2 separate regions of the Gossypium arboreum genome follow, and region 2 is linked to region 1. Evidence: chromatin contacts called from public Hi-C data. All regions are on one chromosome and are shown on one strand. The core of a region is the stretch at or near the end of the contact, and the rest is flanking DNA. Distances in the headings are between cores, read along the strand shown.

Region 1 (4,482 bases), core at 1,572-4,071:
ATGTTAAATCAATCAGGCATTGCTATTATTGAAACCGTTAATTTCACTAATAAATGGCATGTAAAATCTTATGTGACATTTTAAAGAAAAATAAAATGTTGTTGTATAAGTTTTAAAATTAAAAACTAAAAATAAAGTAATATAAAAAAAGAGTAAATTAACAATAATTTCTCTAAAAGCTACACTAATAAGGTATTGAACCCCTCCCATCTTTGATGCGATAATCATAGGTTCAACTATCATATTTCTAAAGGAGGAATCAGACTCCAAAGACCAATATACCGACACGTATGATCTATAATACAACTCTAAAATATAATTATTTAATTTATCAAGGTCAATTTTTGTTTTATTGTTCAATGAAATTTAGAATTTAATTATTATATTTAACTTAGCATAATTTGATTTTTTTCTTTTTTTTTTTTTTTGTTATGTGATAGTTAGTGGGATAAAATAATATTTAATTTATTATTGAGGTTGAAAATGTTGCTAAAAAAGAATTTTTGAGAAAATGAAATGTTAATTTTAAACATAATGTTATAAGGTAGAAAAATTAATGGGGATAAAAGGTAATTTCATTGAAAACACTTTTTCAAAAGTCAAAGGTTAAAATTTTCAGCTTTTTTTGCTTGGGGTTAAAATATTATTTTAAAATCAATGTTTGAGTTGAAAAGTGATTTTCAATTTCAATGGTAAACAAAGTCGTAGTCCATGAACTTTGTAACTTTTTTTACATTGTTCATTGATCTTGTTTTTGTCCATATGAGATTGAACTTGAATTTTATTAAGATATGATGACATGATATTTTGAAGTTATGTCACGTCATCATATAAAAATTTTAATTTTAAAAAATCTAAAATTGTAAAGAAATTTATACTTTTTAATTTTTTTAATTTCATGTAAAATTTTCAAGTGACGAAGTTATATAATTTTAGAGTGTCATATCATCATACTTTAACAAAATTCAAGTTTAGAGATCAAATAGGAAAATTTTACCAAATTTTAAGACTAATGTGAATCCAAAAAGTTGATTGATCAAGTTGAAAAATTGTTAATACAATTAACTATTTAAAATATTGACATTTTTTCTTATAAACATTCATTTTAACTCATCACACAAACATGATTTTTTGTAGAATGGTGTTTTCAAAAAAGAAAAACCATATCCTCATTTTAATCATAACAATTAATTATATTAATTATTTTAATTAACTAACAACATTATAAAAATGAAAGGCCATATTATACTAAAACAAAGCATAGGGACTAAAATCAAATTCTGAGTATATATAGTTAAAAGACAATTTAACCCTTTATCAATGTCCCATACTAGTCTTGGTTTATATCTAACTAAAACCTCTCTCCTTTTTTTTTTTTTTCTTTAAAAGCCTATAACCAGAAATTTCATGGAACCTCAAGGACTGAGCTTGAGAATCCCTTCAATGGGTCCATTCCATTCCAGATAGTCCAAGCACAAGGCAGAAAAAAAGGGTCCCATATGGTGGCTGCAGCTACTTTTGTCAACTTCAATATAAAAATATCTTTCACGTGATTGATTTAAAGACTTTTCTAAATAATGGTTCTTCCTTCCAAAAAAAAAAAAAGTGTTCCTAACCTTTTTTTACCTATTTTAAGTAAACTTTTTTTTATATATCTTCCATTGCATTCAACATCAATATTTTACCTTAAAGGGTAAAATGATTGAAGGATGTTTATGATATTTTTACCAAAAGATAGGGGGTAAAAAATAAAGTAAGTGAAATAATTGAAGGGTGTTTATAGTATTTTCACCAAATCATATAGGTCCAATTGCGACCTCCAAAAAAGGCAGCCCATTTTGAAATTAACAGCTGCCAGCCACCTTCAAATTGTTTAATTGCATTAACAGTTACTTTTCTTTTAGCACAAAAAAAATCATTATACTAATTGAAGTTTATTCTTATCTCCTTTAATTTTGTTGTTTTCTTTTTAACTATTAAAAGCAATTTGTTCTCTCTCTATTTAATATTATTGGAAGCTTATAATTCCACTTTATTTGGTCCTTTGACGGCATAGTATTATATTTGCATCCCATCTGACTATTTTAGAAAATCGAGGTAGAGAAAAGGGTCTAATTTTTCCTCTAGTCCCTAACTCTTTGAATTTTTTAAATTTATTCTTTCTACTCTTAATTCCAAGAAGTTAATGTCTTTGGTTGTTTAATCTAAAATTGAAGTCGAAGGTTAACCAAGTTCTGTTAAATTTGAATAAAATTATACTATAATAATGTCATTCATTATGTGACTTTCACCCATTAATTGAGTCTCAACTTAGTTAGAAAATTATCAAAAACTTATTTTTATAAAATAAATTATATTATTATCAAGATTTTTTATTTTATATTTTCACTCACATCGTAATTGTGTTGTACTCAAATCAAACAAGAAGTAATATGTTTTTAAAGTCTAAAAGTACAAAGATGTATAAAACTCTAAAAGTTAAAATATGCTAAAGTATTTGAACTCTTCATAAATTCGGATTTAGTTCAATTACTTTTGTTTCTAAGAATTTACTCTTTTACTTTTCAAGTTTCAAAATTCAAATTCATTACAATGTTATTTTTAGTTAAATTGCTACAAGTGAGTTTTTTTTTTATTTCAAAATGTCACACTAACCAATTTAACAAAACCTGAATCTTGAAATGAAAGGGATTAAATCCCTAAAAATATAAGTATAAGGATTAAATTTCGAATTTGTGCAAAGTACAAGTACCTATGACATAAGTTAACCAACTCTAAAACAACCAACTCTGACATGTTGCTTGTCAGCACATGGTGTAATGTGTAAAATATTTTAACCCAAAACCATTGTATCTATACTCATATTCATTATGAATTTATTGCTTCTAAGATTGATAAACAACAATGGTGGTTGCCTCAAAAAAAAAAAAAAAGATTCGAGCTTGTCAAAGCCATGTGGTATAGAACTTAAAAGTATGTCAATTTTCTTGTCTAATTACCTAACCGTACAAACCTTTGTGATTCCTCGTTCAATAGTTTTCCTTTTTGGTCAAAACTTCAAACCGAATAAATCCTGTCACAAACGTGTTTGTTACAGTGTGTGAGCAGCATATACTTTTAGTCTCTTAAAACCCTTCGCATGTTTTTTTTTTTTTTTGTTGTTGTTGTTCAAAATCTCTGCTTTTCTCATGTTATGGAAACCAACATGAAAAACCCAGTTTCTGGTTTTCTGGTTTCATTGATCTATGTTCTGTATTTTGCTCAGTTTTGTTGTGCTGTTGATACAATCAGACAAGGAGAAAGTGTTGCAGATGGCGGCGATAGTTTAGTGTCTGAAAATGAAACATTTGAACTAGGGTTTTTCAGTCCTGAAAACTCAACTTTCAGATATGTTGGAATTTGGTATAGGGTTGATGTGAAAACAGTTGTATGGGTTGCAAATAGAGACAACCCAATACCAACCAAGAATGGTGTTTTAAGGATTGGGGTTGATGGTAACTTAGTTGTTCTTAATGGGAACACTAATTTGGTTTGGTCATCTAATCTTACAGGTTTATCAAACAACACAGCAGCAATTCTCAGGGATACAGGCAATTTAGTGTTATCAAACACTGATACAAGTAAAGTTCATTGGCAAAGCTTTGAACATCCAACTGATACATTTTTGCCTGGTATGAGAGCACCAGTAAGTTCATTAATAGGTGAGTTTCATGTTTTTAGATCATGGAAATCAAGTAATGATCCTTCGTTAGGGAATTTCACTATGGGTGTTGATCCTAATGGTGGTCCACAAATTATTATATGGGATCAAAATAAGGGAAGAAGATGGAGAAGTGGGCAATGGAATTCAGTGATCTTTACAGGGATACCTAACATGAGTGATATTGCTAGTTTCTTGTATGGGTTTAAGTTATCACAACCTGATGAAAATAGGACACAATATTTCACATATGATCCTTCAAGCCCTTCCGATTTGTTGAGGTTTAGGTTAACTTGGGATGGAAGGGAACAACAATCGAGGTGGGACGATGATCGGAAAATGTGGACCGTTATGCAGACACAGCCGGATCCGGGTAATGTATGTGACCTGTATAACCATTGTGGTAACCATGCTACTTGTGATAACTTTGAAGCTGTGAAATGTAGTTGTATAGATGGGTTTAGGCCAAAGTCCCCAGATCAATGGAGTAAAGGGAATTGGTCGGGTGGTTGCGAACGGCGGATCGAATTGCAGTGCCAGAGGACTAATGGTAGTGCAGGGGAAGATGGGTTTAAAGGATTAAAGCACGTAAAGTTACCTGATTCGTCAAACTTGTTGTTGTCTGCTGGTAATATAGATGCTTGTGAAACAAGTTGCTTGGGGAATTGTTCGTGTACCGCGTATGCGTTTATTTCTGGAATTGGATGTATGACATGGGAAGGGGATTTGGTTGATCTTCAACATTTGGATGAAGCTGCAAATTTACAATTCTTCTACCGCGT
Region 2 (4,309 bases), core at 409-2,908, 140 kb before region 1:
AAATAATTGAAGTAATGAGAAAATTTGAAGGTTAATTGAGTAAATTTAAATTGCACAAGTAATTATATATCAAAGTAGGTTTAACCTAAACCCAAAGATGACACTAATCCTAAATAATTTAAAATCAAAATGACTCAAATTTAAAATAATTTGGACTAATGATCCAAAATAACTTGAACCAAAAGAGTAAACTCAAAATATTCAAACTCAAGATAATCTGAAAATTTTAAAAACCTATATTAATTGATTTCAGTGATAGGTTTTGATCATGTTTACTCTTTTTAATACAATTTCTAGAATTATCCATAGTCCCTCCCAATCCATAAATAGGAAGATAATCCACTTGAGTGTATTCTAATTCACGTCCTCTTACATTGACAATAATATCTTTGCTAATTGAGATAAAACTTAGTCGAGATCGGTATGAAGTGAATTCTACTAACAAGTCTAAATTAAACTTATGGCTTTTTTGGGTCATGATAGAACCAATTAGCAATATTTGCAACAATTAGCCTAACCTCGAATAACCCATCCTTTATTTTCTCTATATTCGTCTTTTATTTTTCATTTCAGAAATTCCTTATATATCTAGCATTTGAGTCTAAAACTAAACAGGATCCGAGGTTACAAGTAAGATATATGTTTCATTTCAATCCTCAATATTGGCCCCAAGAATGTGGAAAACAACCAAAGATGTCTCATATGTATCTTTGTTAATTTGTTTTCTTCCTTTGTCCATTTGCGGTTTGTTCTTTTTCTAACTTTGAATTTTTCAATCAAAGCGTAGAAGCAACTGAAATTCTAAAACAAACTCATTCCATGGTTACATCATGCGTAATTATTATGAATGGATGTTTAGTTTATTTATATGCGAATTATATATATTTTAATTTAAATATGATTATTAACTAATAACATCGTAGAAAGTAATAAGAAAATCAAATTTCGTCAAATTAAAATATAAAAATTTTATCTTAAATTCCGATAATATATTTCTCTGTATTATGTTATTACATCATGAAAAAAATAAAAATAAAAGAGACGTTTGATTTCATCATAGACAAATATAGCAAAACAATGCCCTAAAACAAAGAACAATGGCTACAATTAAAAAGGGTTACATTTCAGTAACCAAAGCTTCTTCAAGCAAACTCTTTGAACTTTTCATCAAAGCAGGACTTAACCTAAACATCAAAGTACAAAACTCCATCTCATCCAACCCACCATCACCATTCAAATCCCCCTCCCTCAACATACAAACCACTTCATCATCATCCATATCTTGTAACCCTAACAAAGCCAAATTCCTCTTCAAGCTCTCAAATGTTATCATCCCTTTCTCCCCATCCATTAACAACCTAAACCCATTGCATAGCTCTTTCATAAACCCTTCTGCACCTAACTTATCCACCATGGCAGGGAAGAAATCCTCGAACACAATAGCATCTGCCATGTTTATTCTTTTTGAGAAATTTTCAAGTGCATGCTATTTAGGCAACTAGGCGTGTAGGGTATTTATAACTTCATGTATATAAGAAAAGGATTGCTGATGACAATGAATGTACAGGTAAGAGGAAGGTTGTTGCAGGCGGCGTTTTGTTGGTGGGGGGTATATAAGTTCATGGCCGGCTTCGTTTTGAAAACGTTCTCTTTCCTCGAAGTTGCATGGGGGGAGGTACCAATTGGTGACGACGGTATTTATTCTTAAAAAAGGATTTGGATTTATACGTGTAATTGCTTGCTTGGAAGTTGGACAACATTTGTTTGTCTAGTTTTGAGCCACTAGCAAATGTGTACATAATCGGACTTTGCACGTCACTATCATCATCAGATTGTGTCACCTATTGATGAATTTTGAAGTGAATTGGCGAATGTGTTGGGAGGGAAACACACGAAACCTAGTTTTATGCGTTTTCCATAAGTGGTACTAGGTATAAAATTTGGTTATGGTAATGTTGATTGGGTAAAAATTTGAGATTTAATTTTTATATTTTAATTTAATCTAAATTGGTACTATTTTTATAAGATTATTAGTTAGTTTAAGTTGCTAACACCATTTGCTATTCACATTGATAGGGTTGAAGCCAGAAATTTTTCTTAGGGCTAAACTATAATTTTACTATATATTAACTTATGATTTTATAAATTTTGGGATTTGGGGGTTTGCTTGCCCTTTTCTTTCCCCTCTTTTCGCCCTTACACATTGATGAGAAATTCCTCTTGCACATTGATAAGAAATTTTAAAATTTCAAAATTTAACATAGTAAAGGTATTAGGATTATTTCAAAATTTAACATAATTTGACTGATAAATTTTTTATATATTTAAAAAATCCTACTTCGAATAAGTTAGATGAGTCGCTTTCCTCTCAGCATGAAAAGCACTGCTGCTAAGGATATGTACCATGGGAATAAGAATAGTCGAAAAATATCTTTTCAAATATTCTCACACCTTCCAAATTGTGATTATATTTATAAGCTTTAAAGATAATCAATCATTAGGTTGGTCCACTGATTATCATTATTATTATTTTGGGTAATAGATTATCATTTTGTTTTATATTTTTATTTTTAAGAATTTAATTTTTTATTTTTAAATTTAAAATTTAAGTTTTATTGTTAACAATGTTAAAATTTTTTGTTGTTATAGCATATTGAAAAAAAATAAAAACCTCACTTAGTAGCCATGTGATAAAAAAGATGACATTATAATGGACTTAAATAACTAAATTTAACAAATAAAATTTAACGATTTAACAATTCTTAAAAGTCACATCAACATTTTAGTTAGAACAAAGTATTTAGGCTAATTAATGACATTGTGAAAGTTAAGGTACCAAATTATGTAAAAATTAAAGTATAAAAATTAAATGTTGAGCATAGTATAAGGATCAAAACTAAAATTTAACCATTATTATATAATCTCAAAAAGTAGACGGATCATAGTTGAAATTTAACCATTATTTTATCATGTAAAAAAAAAGCTTAACTTAAACCGATGTAATGTAAGACCTTAGGACCTTTCTTTTATATATAGTTTATAGACTATGATGATGGTAATGTCTAATTAAGGAATTATAATTCTCACAAATAATGTTTTGTTATTGTTGGTAAAAAAATGAGACCCATCAAAATTTAAGATTTATTATACGTAATAATTATGGATAGATTTTATCATGTTATATTTAGGTATTAAATTGGTTCTCCTAGTTGCTTTTAACATATTTATAATTTGTTTTGTATTTATATATATTTGTAACCTAAGGGTAATGCTTTCAGATTTCAGGTAATTTCCTTTGGGTGATTCTATGTACATTGACCATGAAATTAATTGGGGGTAGAATGATGCTTGTTAATCCGGTTAATAATGAGAAACTTCATATGAGAGTTCCATGGAAAATTTTATAAATTAGTATAATGAAAATAAATAGGGTTGTAACTAAATTATAAAATATTAAAAGTCAAAATGAAAAATTTTATAGATCTTTAAAGAATTTTCAATTTCAAAGACCAATAAGGCCTAAATGAAATTCTAATTATGGTACCATACTAGCTAATCCTCTTTAAAAGAATAAGACCTTGTATTTCGGATCAATATATAATTCTTTTTGAATAATTTCATTCTAGGTTCTGATTATATTTAGTTTTTTCTCATAATGTTTAGAACTACTCATAGTTCATTTCTAACCCATAAATTGAAAGAAAATGCGCTTCAACACACTCGTACCCATGTCCCTTACATTAACAACAATACCCATGCTAATCGAACTAAAATTCAATCTACAAAACATTATATAACTCTTAATAACAAAACAATTGAATAATCCCACCACTTCCTTGAGATCAATCTCCTAGAGGCTTTCAATACCATTGTGCGAACCTTCATCCTCCTTTTTAATCTAAACCTTATATAAATTGTAATGTTGAGTAATCCCACGTTTGTAAGAAATGTAAAAATGAAAATGAGTACATATGATAACCCATATTGCAATGCCTTCAACTTGCATCCATGATAACACAATGCGAAAAATAAGCAAAGCCTCCATTTAGTTAAATTCAACTGGTCTATTAACCCACTTTGTTCCATTAGAACTTGTATTGTTTCTATTATGGGTTTGGAAAGAAGGTTCCTAGTTGCTCATCTTTTCATTCCTTCTTTTAACTTGTAAACAAATGATCAAATTTGCCTTTTAGTATGCTTGGTTTTTCATTTGTGGTACTTTCATAATTCCACCAAGTTTCCCCTTTTTTTTCCCTCCATCAATAATATAGAAACTAGTTAGTGATTCTTAAATTAGAAGATAAACAAC

Evidence for each region. Hi-C and Micro-C count contacts between places; a contact is called where the count stands out from the background.
Region 2: a Hi-C map of leaf shows a contact between it and region 1, with 4 times the contacts expected there. The contact joins the promoter of LOC108488834 here to the promoter of LOC108465237 in region 1. A contact is called at or near these places in 3 of 5 Hi-C or Micro-C datasets (all in leaf).

What each region holds. Positions count from the first base shown.
Region 1 is chr10:1,623,634-1,628,115 of ASM2569848v2, reverse strand. It overlaps LOC108465237, which reads left to right and starts at 2,821. Exons shown (of 14, transcript XM_053019913.1): 1 at 2,821-4,482. The coding sequence starts at 3,140.
Region 2 is chr10:1,764,238-1,768,546 of ASM2569848v2, reverse strand. It overlaps LOC108488834 (calcium-binding protein KRP1-like), which reads right to left and starts at 1,658. Exons shown (of 1, transcript XM_017793116.2): 1 at 968-1,658. The coding sequence starts at 1,453. The coding sequence ends at 1,118.